2 separate regions of the Mus musculus genome follow, and region 1 is linked to region 2. The links are chromatin contacts, called in public promoter capture Hi-C maps. All regions are on one chromosome and are shown on one strand. The core of a region is the stretch at or near the end of the contact, and the rest is flanking DNA. Distances in the headings are between cores, read along the strand shown. Region 1 overlaps Zbtb20 (zinc finger and BTB domain containing 20). Region 2 holds the start of 4932412D23Rik (RIKEN cDNA 4932412D23 gene).

Region 1 (4,719 bases), core at 528-3,027, 290 kb after region 2:
TAGTAATAAACCATTTCTATTTTCTCAATACAGGTTGGGAAATTATATGCTCTATTGAAAGAAGGAATCATTAGAATGATAATATAAATATTAAAATTCAAAAATGCAAGACCATATCTATAGACAAATTCTAGCACAAGCAGTAGATTTTAAAATTTATTGTGATATATAAAAACCATAAAATTATTTTATATGTAAAGAAGAGTCAAGAAATATTGATGGGCTGGAGAGATGGCTCAGCCTTTAAAGGCTAGGCTCACAACCAAAAATATAAGGGTTTGGTTCCCAGCACCCACAGCTGTCTCTCCAGCCACCTTTTTTTGTTGGTGTTGGACACAGCATCCGCACACACAGACTACTAATATCATTTTTAAAAAAAACAGCTGTTAAAAATGTCATCGGTATGTAAAATGAATAAATAAGTAAATGAAAAAAAAGAAAAAGAAAGTAAAAAGGGATTTTGAGTATATGTTCAGTGTTACTGGAATGTCGACCTGGAGACCCCAAAGATCTTCTGAAATCTTATGTATACAACCCATAGAACAAGATGACTACAAGTGAAAGGTTTGGGTTTTTTTTACATCTTTATATCTGTATTGAAGTAGAAGATCTGGATTCCATAATGGAGTCCAATTTATGCTGAAGCAGACTATGTTCTCCAAGCAATACTTGATTTTATTTTTGAAGACTGGAGAACTCATAAAAGCCCAAGAGCACCCTCTAGTGAGACTTTTGTGATAGGCCTAGGGACTTCCTCTTGACCTTCACCATCCCTTTCTAATGACCTTTAATTTTCCAGTGTGTGCACCCTGGCTTCCTACTGTCTGGCCTTAGTGATCAGCAGATCCCAGCGAAGGCGGCAAGCTTGGAAAGTGTCTCCGAGTGAAAGGGCTAGGACCTGGGGTCCATCGTTCTCATGGCTTTGTTTTCACTCATAAAAGACCAGTCAATGGCCAACTAACTTTATTGTCTGTTAAAATGGTTTTCAGAACTAGTTAAGGGAACATAAGCAATAGAAGTCTGTAAATCATTTGTACTCTGAGATCTGCTATAATACAGCCAGGAGCATTTTTGTATTTCCAATATGAGGAATATGGCCAAGGTTATTAAGGTGATTTGGGGGGATGACGACCATGTGAGGAGTAGATAACAAAACTCTAGATTTGACCAGAGTATACCATATACATTTATTTAATGATTAAATTGAATTTTATAAATAATTGATGAGCATTGAAAAATAAATACTTCTAAAATGTAAAGAATGAGTAAATATAATTATATATGTACTCTTGTATTTTAGAAAGATGAATATAAAGAGACTGTCTTAACTGTGTTAGTTTGAGCTGTGAATATGTCATTCACTTAGATTAGTAACTGTTATATAACAATTGATACAAGGTTAATTATTACTTGAATTTATAAACAAGTTGACATAAAGTGCCACCGTTGGAAGGGAACTTAGAGATCTAGATCTTTCCACTTCAGACAAACAGAAGCAAAGCCCTGGTGTACCTAAATGTTAAGCAACTTGGCAAGATGGTTCAAGTGGATAATGGCAGTATTGGGCACAACAGAGACTCCTTGTGCTCATTTTAGTGTCCATATGCTACAATAGCCCCATTATTAAAGAGGCTGTAATGTGATCACATACGCTCATTCTCACTGATTTTGGACAATTCTTCATGCTTAGAGTGAAAGTGTGTGTCTTACTAGTCCCTCTCTTACTCTGTCTCCACTCTTGTATAAGGGAATAAGTTACTTTCTGGGTTGCTTCCAGACAGGAGATAAATCCATGGTTATGTAATGAGATCTCTTTATTCTAGAAACACTGTGCCACACTGTTTACTTGTGACTGACCCTTCAGTCAGATTAATATTCTAGAATTACTAGAAACTGTTCCTGTGAGACTCTGCTTCTGATTCATGTGTTCTGATAGTTTTATCTGTTAGTGTTCACAGAAGTATTATATAATCAAATTTTAAAAGTAATGGGGAAAGCTGTTGGCATTCATTAAATTCAGTGTCTGTGTTGAATGTTCTTATCTAATTTGGGAAGAAAACAAGGTATTCTTGGAATTATCCAACAGAAATCAGATCAATAACTCTTTTAAAAAGACTTTTAGGTATATGATCTGATTTCTTGAAAATAACCAAACTGTTTAGCATACTTATTTTACTTTAGTTTTAGGAAATAACCATTCTCTTTGTGTATTTGTGCTTTAAAATTACTGTACAAGAATTGGCATTTTGGCAAAATGTATCCCATAGTAGTTTAGCAGGAGTCTGTGCTCCAGTCAATTCTCAGTTCATTACCACAGTTTACATCTTGGCTTTAATAATTAAGACTTAGTTATAATAGTCTTAATAGCTATGCCTTTCACCATTGCTAATGTTTGGGAGATGAGATAACTATATGTGGTAAATCAAGGCACAATGTCTTAATTTCAATTGTAATAAAATATAGCTAATTTAGTGAACTTCATTTTCATTTCTTTGCCTGCTAAACAATTCCTCCAATGTAGTGGGATTTGTTTTGTTTGTTTAAGAATATAAAGTGAGTGATATTATACATATAATATCACTTCTAGTGCTAGAACTGATAATGGCTATCAAGGAGGCCACCCTCTTTGACTTTTAGATGAACAAACTGACACTATACAAGAAAAAGGTATTGGAAATGTGTGATTTTATAACTTGAATTTCAGCAATAGGTATATTGTTATTTTCCTAAATATAGTTGACTCTGGAGAAACAACTATTCAGTTTTACAGGTACTCTGACCCAAAAAACTAACCAACATTGTGTTTCTATGTCTAGACTATACACACTACATTAAGCCTGGTCACATGCTAGCACAGTGCAGCATGTCTGCCTGGCTGGCTTTCTAATTCTTGTCAGTTCACAGTGATGTTAAAGACCACATTGAAACCGTAAGTGACTACTGTTAAGTCTATTTCATCATTAGCTGCAAGTCTAAACAGTCACAGTAATGAGGCGGCATGGACTCTGCATGGTCTACTAAATATTTTTAGGAAGTGGAAACCCCTTCTGGAGTTCTGAGAGAAACATCACTACGAAAATGCCTTTAAAAGTACTCCAGCATAAACACTGCAGTGGAACATTTCATTAGCTTTTCGAGAACAATAAAGAAATGTGGAGCATAATAGGCTAATATGTTTAAGTGGCCTTGGTAGAACCCTACTTAACTCAGTGGGATTTTCTGCAGCATGCAGAGGTGAAAAACCATTGCCTATATATGCATTTTGTAAGACTGCCTTCTTCCTCATTGCATGCAGTGTATATCAAAGAGAAGTGACTTTCTGTCTGTAATTCTAAAATGAAGAAAATCTCAAAGGACACATTTTAGAAGCATCAATATTTAGGTGGGATGATCAGCAACCAACAGGCTAGCTTTTGGCATCCTGGATTATTGCAAGATAGAGAAGGAATAAATTGAATATTAGCATAGCCCAGCCTCCTAGAGCTTCCATTGCTATCAGAGATATAAGATCCTAAAATACACAAGAAAAAGACATGATGTAAGCCAAATCTTATTGGTTATAAATTACAAAGTCTAATTCAAGTAATGAAAAATTATTTTGCTATTTACACTTTAATTCTATCCTGCCAAAAACTTGAATGAAGTAAAATGATAATTTAATAAAAAACAAAGTGGTAATTTTTTAATGGTTTTATTAGGATTCACGTAACTACACTGAATGCAGCGCTGGCCTTGCAGTATGATCTTCTGCCAATACCTTTAGCTCTTGGAGCGTCTGCTTTCTCTAATATAAATTGGGACTCATTAGTCCTAGGGACACTGTGATCTTTGTAATTTGATTAAGCTTTTAGGGAAAAATGTAAATTCAGCATACAATTAAAATGTTTTAAGAAAGTTCAAAAAGACCTACATGAGAACAAATTAAAAGTATTAAGTATTTTCCTTTATGTAAATAAATTATCATTAAAATTCATTGAAAAGTCAGAATCCGTGTTCACATGACATTGAATTAGTGATACAAAGAAAAAAACTTTTGAATGACAGATAGCTTGAGTGGCTGAGACAGCGTATTTAAGCTGTTACGTTTGTTTCCCTTACTGTCAAACCCTATCTTCAAAAAGCTATCAACTAGTTATATTGATAGATGGAATCTGTCCTTCAATTCCAGGATGTGTTTTCTATCAAATGTTCTCTTCTTTGGTTGTTGGAGTCTATATGCAAAATAACATATAAACACAAATGTAAAACCCAGCTGTAATTGTTGCTAGCAGTTGGGGACATCATAAATTCCTTCAGAAGTAAACTTGTATTGTAAATATCACCAGAGCCACTCTGTAGGAGTGTGAAAACTCTAAACAAAACTTAGTGAAGACAGTGCATGTGGCTCTTCCTCCGCCAGAGGATCGTTTCCTAGCTACCCTACATGCTCCAGTGGAATCTCACAAAAGGCTCCAGGCTCTCCAAGTTAATCCAACAAAGAATCAAGTGGGTTTATTTTAAAATTTACCCTTAAATATGTTTGCTAGTTTTGAAATTCTGATTTTGTGCTTTGCTTGTGTAATTCAAAAACAGCTTTAGTTTAAAAACAAAAATTGGCAAAAATACTAGTGCATTATGTGTTTTAATCACGTATGGTGTTTTGAAAACGACTCAAAATTGAGAAAATTATTTCATTGTAATTACAGTTCAAATGCATGGATTTTCTTTCTCATAAATTGT
Region 2 (4,361 bases), core at 149-2,648:
TTTTTTTTTTTAAGTCAGGGCTAATTTTGTTTTGCTTATGGTCTGCCAGACTTCTACTTAGTCAAAGCAAACATTTGGTGTTCAAAGTATTTAGTGTGTGTCAAGGAAACCTACGTGAAATCCAGGCTTAAACTTACTTCAAGTCTACCAGAATCTATTTTTCAAGTCTATAATCTATAAGATTATTTTCTGTATTAATAACCAATACTACAAATACAGTTTCTTTGTATGGTTGGTGTTTCTGACAAATCCCTTTCGTGACAAATTAAGCTCCTTAAAAAGTATTAGTTCTTATTTTGGCAGGAATTCTTTTTCTTTGTAGAGTGAAAAGCCATTCTTTTTTCCATCTTAGTCCTTTTAAGGAATTCTTTTCAGGAATCTATCCTTGGCTTCCTGCTGGCCTCAGGCCTCACCCCCTTCCTCCTCCACCCCGCCCTTGCCTGACCAGTATTTGTTAGAATTTGGCTCTGGGGAGTACTATGCTGAGTGACAAATGGATGAAGATGAAGGTTTTATTGAAGCATCTGAACTGCATTTAATTTTCCGTGTTGCTTTATTCCTTCTAGCTCCCAGGATATTGAATTTTGTGGGCTTCAGTTGGGTCGTCAGTACTTCAGGCGTTTAGTAATAAGAAACATAATCTGCTTTTTCCGGTAGGATAATAAATCCTCATTGATATTAAGGGCGGCTCTCTGCAGACGGTTTTACACGGTATTTTTCTGTAGAAACACATTCCCTGGGAGTCCTAAAACTGCTCCCGCCTCTCTGTCTCCCTGGGCCTCAGGTCGCCTCCCGCCCAGCGGTCCCTCCCACCGCCAGGATCCTGCTCGCTAGGACATCCACTGCCCGTGACCACGACACCCCTCCTCCCTGCACTGAACCCCTTCCCTCCCCTCCCCCTCTGGGCGAGCCAGACAGCGGGTAACCGCCGCCTCCGCTGGGGCATCCCGGCTCCATAGGCGGCGCGCGGCAGACACCTGCTTCTCACTGGCCGCCGCCGCTGCCCCTCACCCCGCAGTCCCCGCGACAATTGGCCCCGGGCCGCCGCCCGTCATCCTCTAGCCCCTCTTGGAGTCCCGCCTCTATCCTCGGGTCATTTAAGTTTATCACAAATAAATAAATAAAGGAGGAAATAGAAATGCGTAGAAAGTAAAAGCAGTCAGGAGGGGGCGGGGACGTGGATGAAAAGGAGGGTGGGGAAGTGGAGGAGTAAACAACCAAACTTGATCGTGCCTATACTGACCAATCACCGATCACTACAGTCCGGTCTGACGGCCTCTGTCGACCAATAGTTTCCCAGCTCTTGGATCACTGAATAACCAGAGACAGCTGGCCTCTCTACACAGGGCGCTGGTGGGCGGGAAGAGTTGAGAACATTGACCAATAGACTGTTAAAACTGCTCTGAGTGAAGTTTCCGCTCACCAGTTGATGCTTGAGATAGCGGATTGGGTGTCTCCTAGGCCAATCAAAGATGACAGAGATGAGAGAAGGGGCAGTTAGGGGAGGAGCCGCGGAGGGGAGGAGGAAGAGTGCATTTTGTTTATGGGCGGCAACCTCACGAGGGCTGTCCAAACGCTATTGGTCAGCTGAAGCAGCGAGTGGCATGCGAGCCGCCCAATAGTAGGACAAGGTAGAGGTTCGCGGCTTCGGGCGCCCAATGTGGGCCTTCTGCCGAAGAAGTAGGGGCGGGGGGAAGTTTAGGAGTTGAGGAAAGAAGATTAAAGAGCGCGAGGAGGTAACGCCAAAAACTCTAATTTGTTGTGGGGCGGGCGGGAGGGAGGGGTGTGTGCGTGCGGAGCGCGGCCGGGCGTCTACGAGTCGCGGGGAGTCGGGGGTGACGGGCCGCCGAGGAGGGGGCGGGGTGGGGCCGTGGCGCGAGTTCCGAGCCGCAGCCCGGGGCTTCTGCCCCGCCCCGCCCCGCGCGCCCTCCCGCCGCCCCTCCTCGCGCCCGCCCGGCGGCCTCGCGCGACCCTGCGGGGAGGGTCCGCCGCTGGCCCGGGCGGGGCGTCCGGTCGTTGCCACTGCGTCTAGTCTCTCCTCCCCGCTTCTGGAGTCGCGGCTTCCCAGAAGAGGAGCTGAGGGGCACCGGCCGGGGCTCCGGAGCTGTTGGCGGCGCCGGCTCCCGCCCCTCTCCTCTCCCTCCCTCCGCCCTCCCAGTCGCTTTCCTCCCGCGCAGAGAACTGGCTTCGGAGAACCCGGGCTTGGGCGCGTAGCCCAGCCTGCCTTGCTCTCACCCGTAGACAGGGGGGCTTGGCAAGGATTGAACCCTGTCCTCCTCTCTTTAGCCTTTGGGCCCCTTCCGAAACATTAAAAAAAAAAAAAAAAGTTAACGCTCTCTCATACCTTGAGACATAAAACAAAACAAAACAAAATAACAAAACCTACCCCATCCCCAAATACAGGAGTATGGTTTTGAAGTTCATTCAAATGTGGTCCTCTAATTGTTTTAATGCTTTTCCCTGTGTGGGGGGCTCTCAGTGTCCCCCTTCAGCCCCTCCCCTTCCTAAGGATGCAGAAGAGGCAGGAGGCAGGGATTTCGTAAAAGTTGTATTGATAAACACACTTGCACAAGCATATGCTAGGCACACACACAGACTATAAACATTAGCGAAAAACACAATATGGCGTACAGCTACGCTACCTAGCTCGGTAATCTGATGATCTCTTACTCCGAACCGGGTCAAATCAGGTCTGAAGAAGCAAGACAGTTCTCCAGCAGAAATCTGAATGGCATGGGAAAACATTTGGAAGCCTGCACCTGATGGTATAGTCCTCAGAATCATTGGCCCAGATTTAAGTTGAACATGTTACCTTTTTAGACAGTGAAATTTACTATTTTTTAAACACACACACACACACACACACACACACACACACACACCAGAATGTTACTAAAGTGGACTTTTCTCACTTTGGTATTTTCTGCTATAAAAAATTTCAGCGTATACAGTGATTTCAAGTGAACAGTGTTCCAAGTTACTGCTGCAACTTGTTGCCATTGAAAAACTTAGAACATCCAAATACTAGTTTATGGAAAAATAGTGTGAGCTCTCAATTCAAGGAATCAATGGCTAGTTAACGCTCTCACAGGATTTACTGGGATTCCTGGTTTAGCTTCTTGTCTCAAGGACATTTTTCTATATTGTGGGAATAGACCCCAACCCTCTGACCCTCTCCACAAATGACTATGTCAGGATCTGACTACGTTTTGTATTTTTGCGTTACAGTTAGGTTTGACTTGACTTCTAGGGAAAGTAGATGAAACAAACCAACAAACAACTCGCTTATTCTCTCAGATCCTTGCTCGTTAGAATTCCTAATAAATCGTCAGAGTGCCCACGCAGGTAGGACATGGTGGTACTCCAGCATCTCTTGAATCCTCCCAAGAAACTTGGTTTTAGAATTGTTGAAGAACCACAGATGGTTCTGTTCAGTTGCTCTAGTGTAAAAGCCTAAGATTGGGGTTCTGAATTCCATTGAATTCCATTTGCAGAACTTTGTGTCTGAGGTCAAACGGTGCTGAAATAAACCTGTGAGGAGAAGAAATTGGAGTTTTCTGGAAGTCTCTGAGCTGCCCAGAGAGTGAGGCAATCAGGCATTGGGGCTTTGATTCAGGTCTTAGATGACAGAAGTACAAGCATTTCAGCTATGAAGAGCAGGTTGACAGGTATACCCCCACCAGGCTCCAGAGCAATAATGCCTTTTCCTGATGACCTTCTAGTGTTTATTAGGTTAGAAAAAAAAGCTTAAAAATGATTAAATTTTATCCATGTTCTGGAAGCTGTCTTTGTTTGTCTGCCTAGGTAGGCCAGCATTTTGGGATTCTCACTATACCAAGATCCTGAGTTTATTGACTAGGTAATGAGGCAAAGAGTATGTTTTTTACTTGAGGGCAATGCTGGGGGTGGGTGTTTAGATCGGTTAGATATGGTGTTGACTCTGACACCTAGTTAGGTGGCAAGGCTTTGGGACATATAGCGTACTCCTGTTTGCCTGTATGACTTTGACTGATTGATAAAGGAAAAAGATAGAAGAGCAAAGCCTTTTCAAGTGAGTTGTTTTTGTGTCATTTCTGCAGATTTTCAGAAGACTTTTGAGACAAACTAAGCTTCCCAGATAAAAGCCTAGACTGAATAACTAGGCCATTTAAAAGAGCAATAAAAGCTACAACTAAATTCCTGTAAATGATTTACAACATAAATGAATTTTAAATTATTTCAGATATGGAAGGGAAGTTTTATTTTCTGAAATAGTCATGGCAACATCACCAGCAGTTCTGGATACTTGGGATGGAACAGTGACGCGAGGGGGAAATTGTTGGTCTCTGTGGAGCTTAAGTCATTAGGTAATGGACTTTGTC

Evidence for each region. Promoter capture Hi-C pulls out the DNA fragments that hold promoters and counts their contacts.
Region 1: a promoter capture Hi-C map of liver shows a contact between it and region 2, with 10 times the contacts expected there. The contact joins the enhancer-like site here to the promoter of 4932412D23Rik in region 2. A contact is called at or near these places in 10 of 39 promoter capture datasets (the 3T3-L1 cell line, 3T3-L1-derived adipocytes, the HPC-7 cell line and 5 more), 5 of 484 Hi-C or Micro-C datasets (cerebral cortex, cortical glia, embryonic fibroblasts and 2 more), 3 of 115 datasets of contacts at active chromatin or transcription factors (embryonic stem cells, heart atrium and stem cell-derived neural progenitor cells) and 2 of 9 other capture datasets (liver and pancreatic islet).

Annotation. Positions count from the first base shown.
Region 1 is chr16:43,167,939-43,172,657 of GRCm38.p6, forward strand. The region is part of intron 2 of Zbtb20 (zinc finger and BTB domain containing 20); the gene reads left to right. Among named protein-coding and RNA genes, the nearest start is that of Gm25873, 44 kb to the left of the region's middle. Within about 2 kb of position 1,778, at least 16 of the 459 cell types and tissues checked have an H3K27ac peak or open chromatin away from gene starts, as enhancers often do. A contact at or near this core is called in cortical glia, forebrain and liver, where this site is marked.
Region 2 is chr16:42,874,189-42,878,549 of GRCm38.p6, forward strand. It overlaps 4932412D23Rik (RIKEN cDNA 4932412D23 gene), which reads right to left and starts at 1,399. Exons shown (of 4, transcript NR_040521.1): 1 at 1,244-1,399. It also overlaps a transcript of Zbtb20 not described here.